Regions from separate parts of the Mus musculus genome. Here regions 1 and 3 are each linked to region 2. The links are chromatin contacts, called in public Micro-C and promoter capture Hi-C maps. All regions are on one chromosome and are shown on one strand. Each heading gives the region's core, a stretch centred on a gene start, on an enhancer-like site or on the middle of the called end of the contact. The rest is flanking DNA. Distances are from core to core; before and after follow the strand shown. Region 1 overlaps Cnksr3 (Cnksr family member 3). Region 2 holds the start of Rgs17 (regulator of G-protein signaling 17). Region 3 holds the start of Cnksr3 (Cnksr family member 3).

Region 1 (3,201 bases), core at 282-2,781, 1.2 Mb before region 2:
CTTCCTTTCTTTTTTTTTTTTTTCATGATTTTTTTTTTTTACTCTTTTTTTATTAGATATTTTCTTCACTTACATTTCAAATGCTATCCCCAAAGCTCCCTATACCCTCCCCCAACCCTGCTCCCCAACCCACCCACTCCTGCTTCCTGGCCCTGGCATTTCCCTGTACTGGGGCATATGATCTTCACAAGACCAAGGGCCTCTCTTCCCATTGATGGCTGACTAGGTCATCCTCAGCTACATATTTATTTTATGTATGAGTGTTTTATCTGTATGTACACGTGCATGCCAGAAGAGGGCATCAGATTCCAGAATAGATGGTTCTGAGCCACCATGTGGTTGCTGGGTATTGAACTCAGGACCTCTGGAAGAGCAGATAGTGGTCTTAATAGCTGAACCATCTCTCCAATCCCCCTTCCTTCCTTCCTTCCTTCCTTCCTTCCTTCCTTCCTTCCTTCCTTCATTTCTTCCTTCATTTCTTCCTTCCTTCCTTCTTTCCTTCCTTCCTTCCTTCCTTCCTTCCTTCCTTCCTTCCTTCCTTCCTTCCTTCCATTTGAAAAAATTAAATGTAAGATTGAAAAAAAATTACCACATTGAAGTTGGATAAGACAAACCAACAGAAGGAAAAGAGCCCAAGAGAAGGCACGAGGATCAGAGAGCCACTCTTTTGCACACTCAGGAATACCATAAAAACACTAAAGTAGAAGCCATAATATAAACGCAGAGGACCTGGTGCAGGCCCTGAGCTTGCTGCCTCCGTCTGTGTCAATCACATTGGCTTAGAGCACGTTGCTTTCTTGGTGTCCTCCATCCCTCTGGCTCTTACCCTCTTTCTGCCTCCTCTTCTGCAGGGATCCTGATTTCTGAGGGGAGGGATTTTATGCAGACATCCCACTTAGCGCTGAGTGTTCCAGGGTCCTTACTTTCTGTGTAGTCAGTGCCTGGTTGTGGATCTCTATACTTCTTCCCATCTGCACAGGAGGAGGCTTTCCTGATAATGGTTGAACAAGGCAGTGTGCAGAATATCACTAGGAGCCATCTAAGCAATGATAGAAACACATTTTTTTCCATCTTTGGTTTATTATTTTAAGTAGAGTTATGCAAATATAAAGGTAAAGCATTCCGGCTCTCCTATTCTGCTGGGCCATTGTGTTACCTCTTGGTCGTTGAAGGAACCTGAATATATTAGCCACTTCATGTCATATTACTGAAAACTCTTACAGAAACAACTTTAGAGAAATGTTTATTTGGATCACAGTTTCAGGTGTCATGTGAGGAAAGTGTGGCAGAAAGGCTCTGACCTGAGGCAGGAGGAGGCTGAGGTGGAAGCATGCTTACCTGGTGATAGACCAGGAAGCAGAGAGCAGCTGGAACCAGGAGCTGGACTGTACCCTTCCAAAGCTTACCCCAAATGACCTCTTGTCAGCTGGGTCCCGCCTCTTAAAGCTCCCACAGTTCCTCAAAGCAGCAGCAGAAGCTGGGGCACTATTACTAAGAACACAAACCCCTGGGGAACATTGCGCAGTCTTACCACAACATTCCATCCCTGTTTTCCTAAGGCTCGCTTCCACCTTATAATACACAAGGCATCCACGCCAGCCCATCATCTTAGTAGTTTTGGTACTGTTGGGAAGTTCAAAGTATTCTGAGATTCAAGGACAACTCTGTGAGCCTCTATTGAAGTCAAAAGGGAAGTTATGCCCTTTTAGTATTCAATTGCAGCATACACATTCCAGAACAGCACAAGACTAAAACCTAGCCAGGCAAAGCATGTCTAACTCCACATATAACACCTCAGTAGCATAGTAACGTAATACATGCTTCAGAGGGCTTGGCCATCTTGCTCCATACCCCTGCTCTGATTGCAGGCACGTGGCATCTCTTAGAGTGGCTCTGTTTGGTATCTGCAGTCTTCCTTGGCAGATGATCTTCAACTTTCTGGGGTTTCCACTACAACTTAGGTTCCACATTCTTAGCTCCACTTATTCTATTACATTATACACTGGTTAGCCTCATGGCCTTTCCTTTAAAAAACAAAACAAAAAAAACCTGTGGGTAAACCATCATGACCCTTTAATTCATGTGTGCTATGAGCCATATGGATAACAGTGAGTTCCCCTGCAGCTGGAGAAGTATCTTGCTCTGATTGGACCCCAGTTGCAGCCACTTCTGAGTACTAGGAAACTGTTATCCTAGGCAAGCTAACTTAAAATTGTACATGTATGTGTACATGTGCAGATGTGTGTTTCTCTATATGTGTGTGTGTGTGTGTGCAAGTGTGTTCATGTTTGTGGTATCTGTCTGTGGTGTGCACAAGTGTGTATATATGTATGTATGTGTCTGATGTGTGCATGTGTGTGGTGTCTGTGTGTGGTGTGTGAGAGTGCATGCATGCTTGTGTGTGTTTGTGTTTTTTGTTTGTGGTGTGTGAGAGTGTGTGTGCTTGTGTGTGTGATGTTTGTGTGTGAGTGTGTGCTGTATGCATGCTTGTGCATTTGTGTGTGTTGTATGAGTGTGTGTGTGTGTGTGTGTGTGTGTGTGTGTGTAAATACATAGGTGCCAGAATGGTTGTTGAGACTAGAGGGCAACTTCGAGGAGTTGGTTTTTTAATTCCACCACGTGGGTTTCAGGAATTGAACTTGATAGTAAGTGTCCACACACACTGAACCATTTCACAAGCTTATATTTTCTTTTAAAGGACAGTTCTTAAAATGGGTTTTCAGCTTGATACCCCAAAGCCTTTGATGGGGAGGTCAGTGTACCTTGAGAACATCTCAAGGTACTTCATCACCCCAGGGAACAGTGTGTGGCTTCATTTTGTGGATTGTCTAATAACCAGGGAGGCTCTGTCTGTAGCTACAAACAGATGCTCATCTTTTTCAAGTCTTTGTTTTGCCTTATCCCTTGCTATGGGCTACTTAGGTTACACGTTGGTGAAGAATTTGTCTATGTTCTTCCTGTGTCCTGAGGATTAACTCAAAAGGGCGAGCATAACTAACCCAGAAGAGAAAGAAGAGTTAAGACAGTACAGCACTCAAGTTGTGGGGCGGCCCTTGCTCGATGCTTCGATGCTTCGAGCCATGTTTACAGTAAGAGCGAGTGGGTATGGCCTGCAGAGGACCACCCATTGTGAGAAGTGTCTTCTAGTCAGGCCTCACTTCCCAAAGGCTCTCAGCACAGTGCAGCCACTGAGGATACACA
Region 2 (3,497 bases), core at 731-3,230:
GTGAGGAGAAAATAGGAAACACATGAGAAGAATTTAGGCCAGTGTCAAGCAGGAAGTAATTGCTCAATAAAAATGGACAAGGATAGCTGTTGAAGTGAAGATGGCTACTCAAGAATCATTAATAGCTATAATTCTTCACTTAACTTGGGTCAGCAAAAGCTCATTAGAGATTAAGAATAAAGATGCCGATATTCGTGGGCGATAGTTGCAGAGACTAACATTATAGAACATCTGTCTTTTTCAATCCCTGTGTAACTCCCAAAGTAATTGTAGTGAGAGGTGCTGGCTTTAAAAGTGGTTAGATCAAGTGGATGAAGCCTCATACGTGGGTGTAGTGGTCTTCATAAGTGTCACCCCAGAGGCTGTCTTGTGTTCCAGCATGTGAGGAGAAAGCATGTCCATACGTCATAAAATAAACTCCACCCCTCATAAAATATCCAATCTGACTTAATCTGACCTTAGACCTTCCACTCTCCAGTATTGTGACAAGTTAGTTTCTGTTGCCTGTAAGTCACCCACTCTGTGGTATTTGTTAGAGCAGCCATAATGGACTAAGATAAACTTTCATAATCTCCAACAACAAAAATGAATTACCCTTAAATATAGCTGCCAAGGATAACTGAGCAAAGCACCCAGGTGCCATGGTGCTGGTAAATCGCTAGAAATTTTTCCAAATTTCACACTCTGCTTCTGTATTTATTTCTCATTACAGACCAATAGTTTGTAGACAGGCTCCAAGAAAGTGCACTTTCAGGGTATTAGTATCCAAAGCAGTAGATGTAGCTGAATAAAAAAGACCCTGAGTTATATTAATTGAAAGTTGTGGGGCTTTCTCAGGTGGGCTGGAATGCCAACAGTATTTGCACACTGGAGGACCCCTGGCAGGGGAGTGTCATGACATCTACAAACAATCAGTTCTAATTAGCTGTCAGGGAAGAGCCTAGTCGTTCCCGCGGGAACTCTCTCATCTCCACAGATGTGAAATCTAAAGAGAAAGATATCTGCTTTCCTCGCTCCCCCTCAGAAACACTTCAGCCTAACCACAGGAGGCACAATCTAGTACTTGGCATGCAATAAGCATCTAGGCTCCTTCACCACCAAGCTGCGCTCTGCTGGTGAGCAGAAAGATTGACAATTCCTGTGACTGCCAAGTGGTCCAATAAGGACGCTTTAGGCCCCAGGTTTCCAAACCGGGCTAAGAGTTCTTCTTTTTTTTTTAATTAGATATTTCCTTTATTAACATTTCAAATGCTATCCCGAAAGGTCCCTATACCCTCCCCCCCGACCCCCGCCCTGCTCCCCTACCCACTCACTCCCACTTCTTGGCCCTGGCGTTCCCCTGTAGTACTGGGGCATATAAAGTTTGCAAGACCAAGGGCAGGCTAAGAGTTCTTGACCCCTGCTCTGCCTTAGGTTTCTCTCGCTGAAAACCCCAGCTCCAGTGGCCCAGAGGGTACACATATCTAAGACCAGAGAGCGCCTGGAGGGATTCCTGGGTATTTCTGGGTAAGCCATCAATAACGCAGAGTCTAGAACTTACTTAACTTTACCTTCTCTTGAATCCCCCAGGCAAGAGGGTTGAAGCAAGCCCGAGGCTAAGGGAGCCTGAGTGCCTGAGAGGCTTGCAAGCATGGTCCCAGGGACTAGGTGAACATACATGGGCTTTGGGTAAAAGTGAACTGGGGGGTGGGGGAGGAGGTTCCTTCCCACAAAGTGTGTTCTCTCCAAGAAGCACCCCTGACCCCGACCCTCAACGCAGAACCTCCCCCACTGCTGTCGCCAGAGCCGCCTGGGCACAGAGACACTGACACTGTGAGCTCTGTCGCCGGGCGGGCACGCCGGGAAGGGACGCGACAGTGACTCACGCATCCGAGCGCCCGCGGGAGGGGAGGACGCCTCACCTCCGGCTGCGCGGGGCGAGGGGCTGCGCCTGTCTCCCGGACGCATGCGCTGCAAGCTGCTCCGCTCCCTCCCCGCCCACCCCAGCCTCCTCCCTCTCTGCTCTATCCTGGCCTCTCTCCCTCTCTCCGTCGCCGGGTGCTGAAGTTGGGCGGATGGCACGGAGCCTGCTCCGCTAGAGGACGGAGCAGCCCACTCTCGAGCACCCTCGGACCCGGACCCCGGAGCTCTCGCCCACATCTAAGTCTACCCGGTAAGACGCGACCTCTGAATCCCGGAGAGGATAAAAAAAAATAAAAATAATAACATGAAAATGTCTGCTTTGCACTGATGGGTGGGCTTGATTTTTTTTTTCTCTTCTTTTGCTCCCCCACCCCCACGGCGAGGGGGAGGTAGGATAGAGAGGGCGGAGGGGGCGCCCGCTGCCTGTGCCCTGGCTGATAAAGCAGTGGGGCGCGCGGGTCTCGGCGGGCAGCACCGCCCCGCGGCTCCGTGAAGTTGAATCCCGCGTGGTCCGCTTCAGGGCCCGGTCCACTCGCGTCCCCGGGCTCTGTGGAGGGACTGAACCGCTCTCCTGCGGGTCACGGCTTCGGGTGTCCCTGCTTCTGCGGGGAGAAATCTCAGCACCTTCGGGGACCTGGAGGAGGTGAGAGGGTGCTGCGGTGGCGGGTGGGGGAGCGCTCAGGGGTTCGGGGTCCCCAGGCTTTTCATAGCTGTTTGGTTAGTAGAGAATCGATGGTGAAAATAAATCGAGATGGTCTCAGCCGCGGACTGCCTCGATGGTCTCATTTCTCCCTTTATTTTTTGGTGCCTTTAGGGAAAATAAAGATTCAGGTGCAGGTGATGTCTTTACAAATACCTTGAGCAGCTGCTGTGTGTGTGCGCGCGCGCGCGTACGTGTGTGTGTGTGTGTGTGTGTGTGTGTGTGTGTGTGTGTGTGTGTGTGTGTGGTGCAGAGGTGAGAGTCTCTTTTGTTTCTCCCCCACCCCCTTTAGTCCAGAGAAAGCGAGTTCTTGTGTACTCTGCACCTGGTCTGTTTTACAGCAACCAAGGGGGTGAGGACCAGGAACGCCTACCAGCCCCCAGGCGCTGCCCCGCTTGGGTGCATTACAGACTCCCTTGCTGTGAGATCTGGCTCTCCTGATTATGGACGGATCACAGCTTCTAGCTGTCTCCTCGCTAGCCTGCCTCCTTCTCTCTTTTCTCTGGCTGCCGCAGAGGCTGGGTGCAGACACACTTTCCTGTTGTTTCCTCTTCATCCTACCTCTGTGTCTTAATGGAAAATGTCGGAGGACCTGAGGATGGCGGAAGGACAGAGCAGTGAGCAGTGGGTGGGGACCTGCTCCCGGCCAGCAGGAGACTGCTTGCTGTGCGTCTCAGGCAGTCCTTGCAGCTCACTCAGAAAACAGACTGAGCAGGGGTCACCTGGTCTAAAGGATGCTAGCGCAAGACCACCCTGTGTTCTCTTCCTCCACTGAGAGATGAGAATGCTCGCTCACTTGGGAGATCCTGGTCACCCAGGAACCCTGCCCCTGGCTCTGGGCATAGAGTTTCCAACACGCCCCACTCCCTACAGACCCTTCAGTAAATTCATCTTT
Region 3 (3,386 bases), core at 636-3,135, 1.3 Mb before region 2:
GCCCCTGCTGAAGAGTGTGGGTACCAAGGAACCACACCACCAGGGACAAGCAGGAAGAAAACTGGCAAGTGTATAACTGATCGCTTTTGCATATACACCAATTTCCATAGCTGCTTATCTAAAAATCCCTCCTCTTTGATGTGCCAAACTTTCTATGTAAAGTTTACATCTGGGCTGGCAGTCAGCACACCCTAGAACTTTCACAGGCTAACAGCTATAATTAAGGTAGAAGGCCTTATTTACATAGCAATTAGCCTGCAGGACTGGAGGAGTAAACATGTTGCTAATTCATTTAGATAGTTAATTGGTCAGAGATTTTTAACTTGGCTTTCTTTGCATATTCTGCTTATGCGCCGAGTATAGATTGTGTTATCTGTGGGATGAAATTCAGCAAACTGGACTCTGGAACTCCAGCTTTTAATGCAACAGATGCAAAGGAACAAGAGAACATTGTCAAACATCAAGGAAAATTCTACAGCGAAAGCATTTGATAGCATTTGCTCCTCTTTGTGATTCCAGGGGTTATGCAGCCAGATTCATCGTCTTTCAACTTCGTTACTACTGTGTCCCCTTTGGAAGGCAGCACTGTTTATAGATGAATTACTTGCTTGGTCATCTAATCATATAGCTATTTTCGAAACTGTAGGCACAGTTCCCACTGTGCAGAGGTCAAGATGGTTAAGGAAAGACAGATGTCAAAGATCATTTCTTAAAAAGAGGGCAGCTACTCTACCAGGAATTTTCTCATGGCCGGTGTCAAGTTTCTGGGTTGGGTAATTACTCTTGGTTAAAAAAAAAAAATCGCTATTTTTGATAGTTGTACCTCTCCATTGCATAGACGAATTGCTCAGGAAGGCTAAGACAGTGTGTACGCTGTACACCCAAAACACTCACTATACAACAGATAGCTGGGTGCTAGCAGTGATTCTCACGTGTAATAGAGAGCAGCTATCCTAACAGAGGAAATATGAACGCAGTGGTTGGTGCAGGGAAAGCAACTGCGGGTATTTACTGAATCAATAAACACTAGCCACTCCCTTACTTCAGAAGATAAGTAGTTGGAAGGGGAAGATCAGATCCAGCTCAATATACCCCAATAACAAGCAGCTTCCTCCTTGGATAGGGTTAATAGTTGCTCAGGGGAAGATGGAAATCAATAACTATAATTGAAAGAAGACTTCACTAGGGCCAAAAGAGTGTCTGCATGTGTGTGGGAGGGAGGTAAACACCGGTTATAGGGTTTTCCCCAGACCCGCGCTCTGCTTCCAAATTGAGGCTTGTAGTACAGAAAGGGCTTTCCTCTCCCTGTCAGAGGCTGAACTAGGCAAGGTTCTCTCTTTTTTTCTTTTCTTTTTTGGCTCGCTGACAACTTTCGCCTCAGGGTTAATGACTAATCTGAATCGAGCGTTAGGTCATTTTGAAAATATGACTATTACATTATGTCAAAACACAACTCAAAGAGCTGCCATTCTGGTGTTATTAAACCGAAGAGTTGATACACTGTAGCGGCCTTGGAGCAGTGGCACACCGCCATCCATTTGTCCAAAACACACACAACTGGCCTACTTTAGGAAACTTAAAAGGCTGAATAGCTAAGGCGAGATTGCGACTCGAAGCTTTTAAAAACGAGAACAGACACATCTCAAACCAACACACAAAGACAAAAAAACCTGTTTACAGGATTCAGCTGCCACTAAGCTGGGACCTCTTCGGAGCCAAGCGGCTCTCCAGGACTCAGGCTGCAGCTCCAGCCCACCCCTTGAAGAGGAAAAGTAGATCCCTGGCGTCCGGAGCTGGGACGTAGGAGGGAAAGAAACCGGAGTCTACGTCATCGCGGCCCCGCCCCTCTCACGTGTTGCTCCCGCTCCGCCCCGCCCCCTCTCTTATTCCGGCAGCGCCGAGCGGAGCAGAAACTTTGCAACCCGAGCGCGCACGCTCCGCTTTTTTCCTCCGCCCGGGCGGCCCGCGACGGTGGCGCAGGAGGTGGGACCCACTGGCGGGAAGGCTCGAGGCGGGGGCGCACGCGGAGTGGGGACCTCGGGGACGGACACCGCTCGCAGGAGCCGCGGAGGGCCAGCCGACCTAGAAGTTCCCGGCCAGAAGAGTCCCACGCCAGGGCAGCCCCGGCCTGGGGTTTGAGGTTGCAACCTGCTCCCGCTGCTGCGGTGGTTGCGGAGAAGCAGCTGTAGCAGAGAGCGGCGTCGGGGGAACTGCATCTGGACAGCGGTAGCTGCGGGGAGCAGCCGTACGGGACATAGCTGTCCCGTGCGCAGAGACCCAGGGCCGCGCTTCCCTCGCAGAAACCGCAGCGCGATGGCCCGCTGACTGCGGCCATGCAGGCTTGAGCGGACTCCCGGCACACGCAGGGGACAACCACGGGCGCAGGCTGCAGGACTCCTGTCGATTGCCTAGCCCAGCGGACAGCGAAGCTGCTTACCATGGAGCCCGTGACCAAGTGGAGCCCCAAACAAGTGGTGGACTGGACTAGAGGTGAGCGAGCCGTGGAGGACCCCCGCGCCCTACAGCCGGGGAGATGGGGCGGGCCAAGAGTTGGGCACTGGAGTGCTCTGCCCCTCCTGCCGGCGACAAAGCAAACTTCTACTGAGCGGCTTGTGCGTCTCTTTCTGGTGCGCCTGCTCCGATCGGTTTCTTTCGGTGGGGGTGCGCGTTGACTGCAGCCGACTGGACACCTATATTTAAGTCAGGGAGCTATGGGATGGCCTTTCCGTGGAAGATTGGCTGGGAATGTGGGGCTTGGGATTTGGCGCCAGGGCACTCTCTCTGCCAGTTCGGGTACGGTGGACTTGCTGCCTGTAGCCAAGCGCAGAGGCACAAGGCGTCTTTGTGTGGGTGACTGCCCCTGGCCCTGGATCTAGTAAAGGCTGCGGGCCCAGAGCAGTTCGCGGGCGTGACCTGGCAGTTGGGCAGGTAGACGAAGGCTCCTGCGGCCAGCCCAGCCTGTTTGTTTGGGTTGGAGAGGGCGAACGGGCTTTCGCGCCTGCGAGGACCCTAGCGCCAGGACTCCCGCAGAGGCAGGGACTCAGCTCTGGAGGCGCCAGGACCCCCAAGGGCGCAGCGTTTTGAGGCCAGTTAAGCACTGAGAGGGAGCCGAGTGTCTGGACTACAGTCTGGTTCTGTACAGTACTCGGGAAGAGGAAACTCAGTGGGTGCTGGACGGTGTAGCAGGAGTGGAAGGGTCCCTGTTACTTTATCTTGTCTCTCCCGTGATTGCTAGGGATAGTTGCTAGAGTTACTCAGCTCTCTTTGACCTCTTTCAATAGTACAAAGTTTACCGAAATCAACCAGTGGAATCTCAGGGGTCCCACCTCCTCACTTCAACATCTGTTTCAAGTTATCCACCCCTGCTCCCAAACCCCCATTGGTCT

The links. Promoter capture Hi-C pulls out the DNA fragments that hold promoters and counts their contacts. A called contact is a pair of places that touch in the nucleus more often than the background predicts.
Region 1: a contact with region 2 is called in a promoter capture Hi-C map of the 3T3-L1 cell line, with 4 times the contacts expected there. The contact joins the enhancer-like site here to the promoter of Rgs17 in region 2. A contact is called at or near these places in 4 of 39 promoter capture datasets (the 3T3-L1 cell line, embryonic stem cells, hippocampal neurons and 1 more), 1 of 484 Hi-C or Micro-C datasets (cortical neurons) and 2 of 115 datasets of contacts at active chromatin or transcription factors (astrocytes and embryonic forebrain).
Region 3: a contact with region 2 is called in a Micro-C map of palatal mesenchyme, with 4 times the contacts expected there. The contact joins the promoter of Cnksr3 here to the promoter of Rgs17 in region 2. A contact is called at or near these places in 3 of 39 promoter capture datasets (cranial neural crest, embryonic stem cells and hippocampal neurons), 3 of 484 Hi-C or Micro-C datasets (Sertoli cells, embryonic stem cells and palatal mesenchyme) and 5 of 115 datasets of contacts at active chromatin or transcription factors (astrocytes, embryonic forebrain, large pre-B cells and 2 more).

What each region holds. Positions count from the first base shown.
Region 1 is chr10:7,120,796-7,123,996 of GRCm38.p6, reverse strand. The region is part of intron 12 of Cnksr3 (Cnksr family member 3); the gene reads left to right. Among named protein-coding and RNA genes, the nearest start is that of Cnksr3, 90 kb to the left of the region's middle. Within about 2 kb of position 1,531, at least 25 of the 459 cell types and tissues checked have an H3K27ac peak or open chromatin away from gene starts, as enhancers often do.
Region 2 is chr10:5,920,883-5,924,379 of GRCm38.p6, reverse strand. Rgs17 (regulator of G-protein signaling 17) reads left to right here and starts at 1,980. Exons shown (of 5, transcript NM_019958.4): 1 at 1,980-2,152.
Region 3 is chr10:7,210,736-7,214,121 of GRCm38.p6, reverse strand. Cnksr3 (Cnksr family member 3) reads left to right here and starts at 1,885. Exons shown (of 13, transcript NM_172546.2): 1 at 1,885-2,490. The coding sequence starts at 2,439.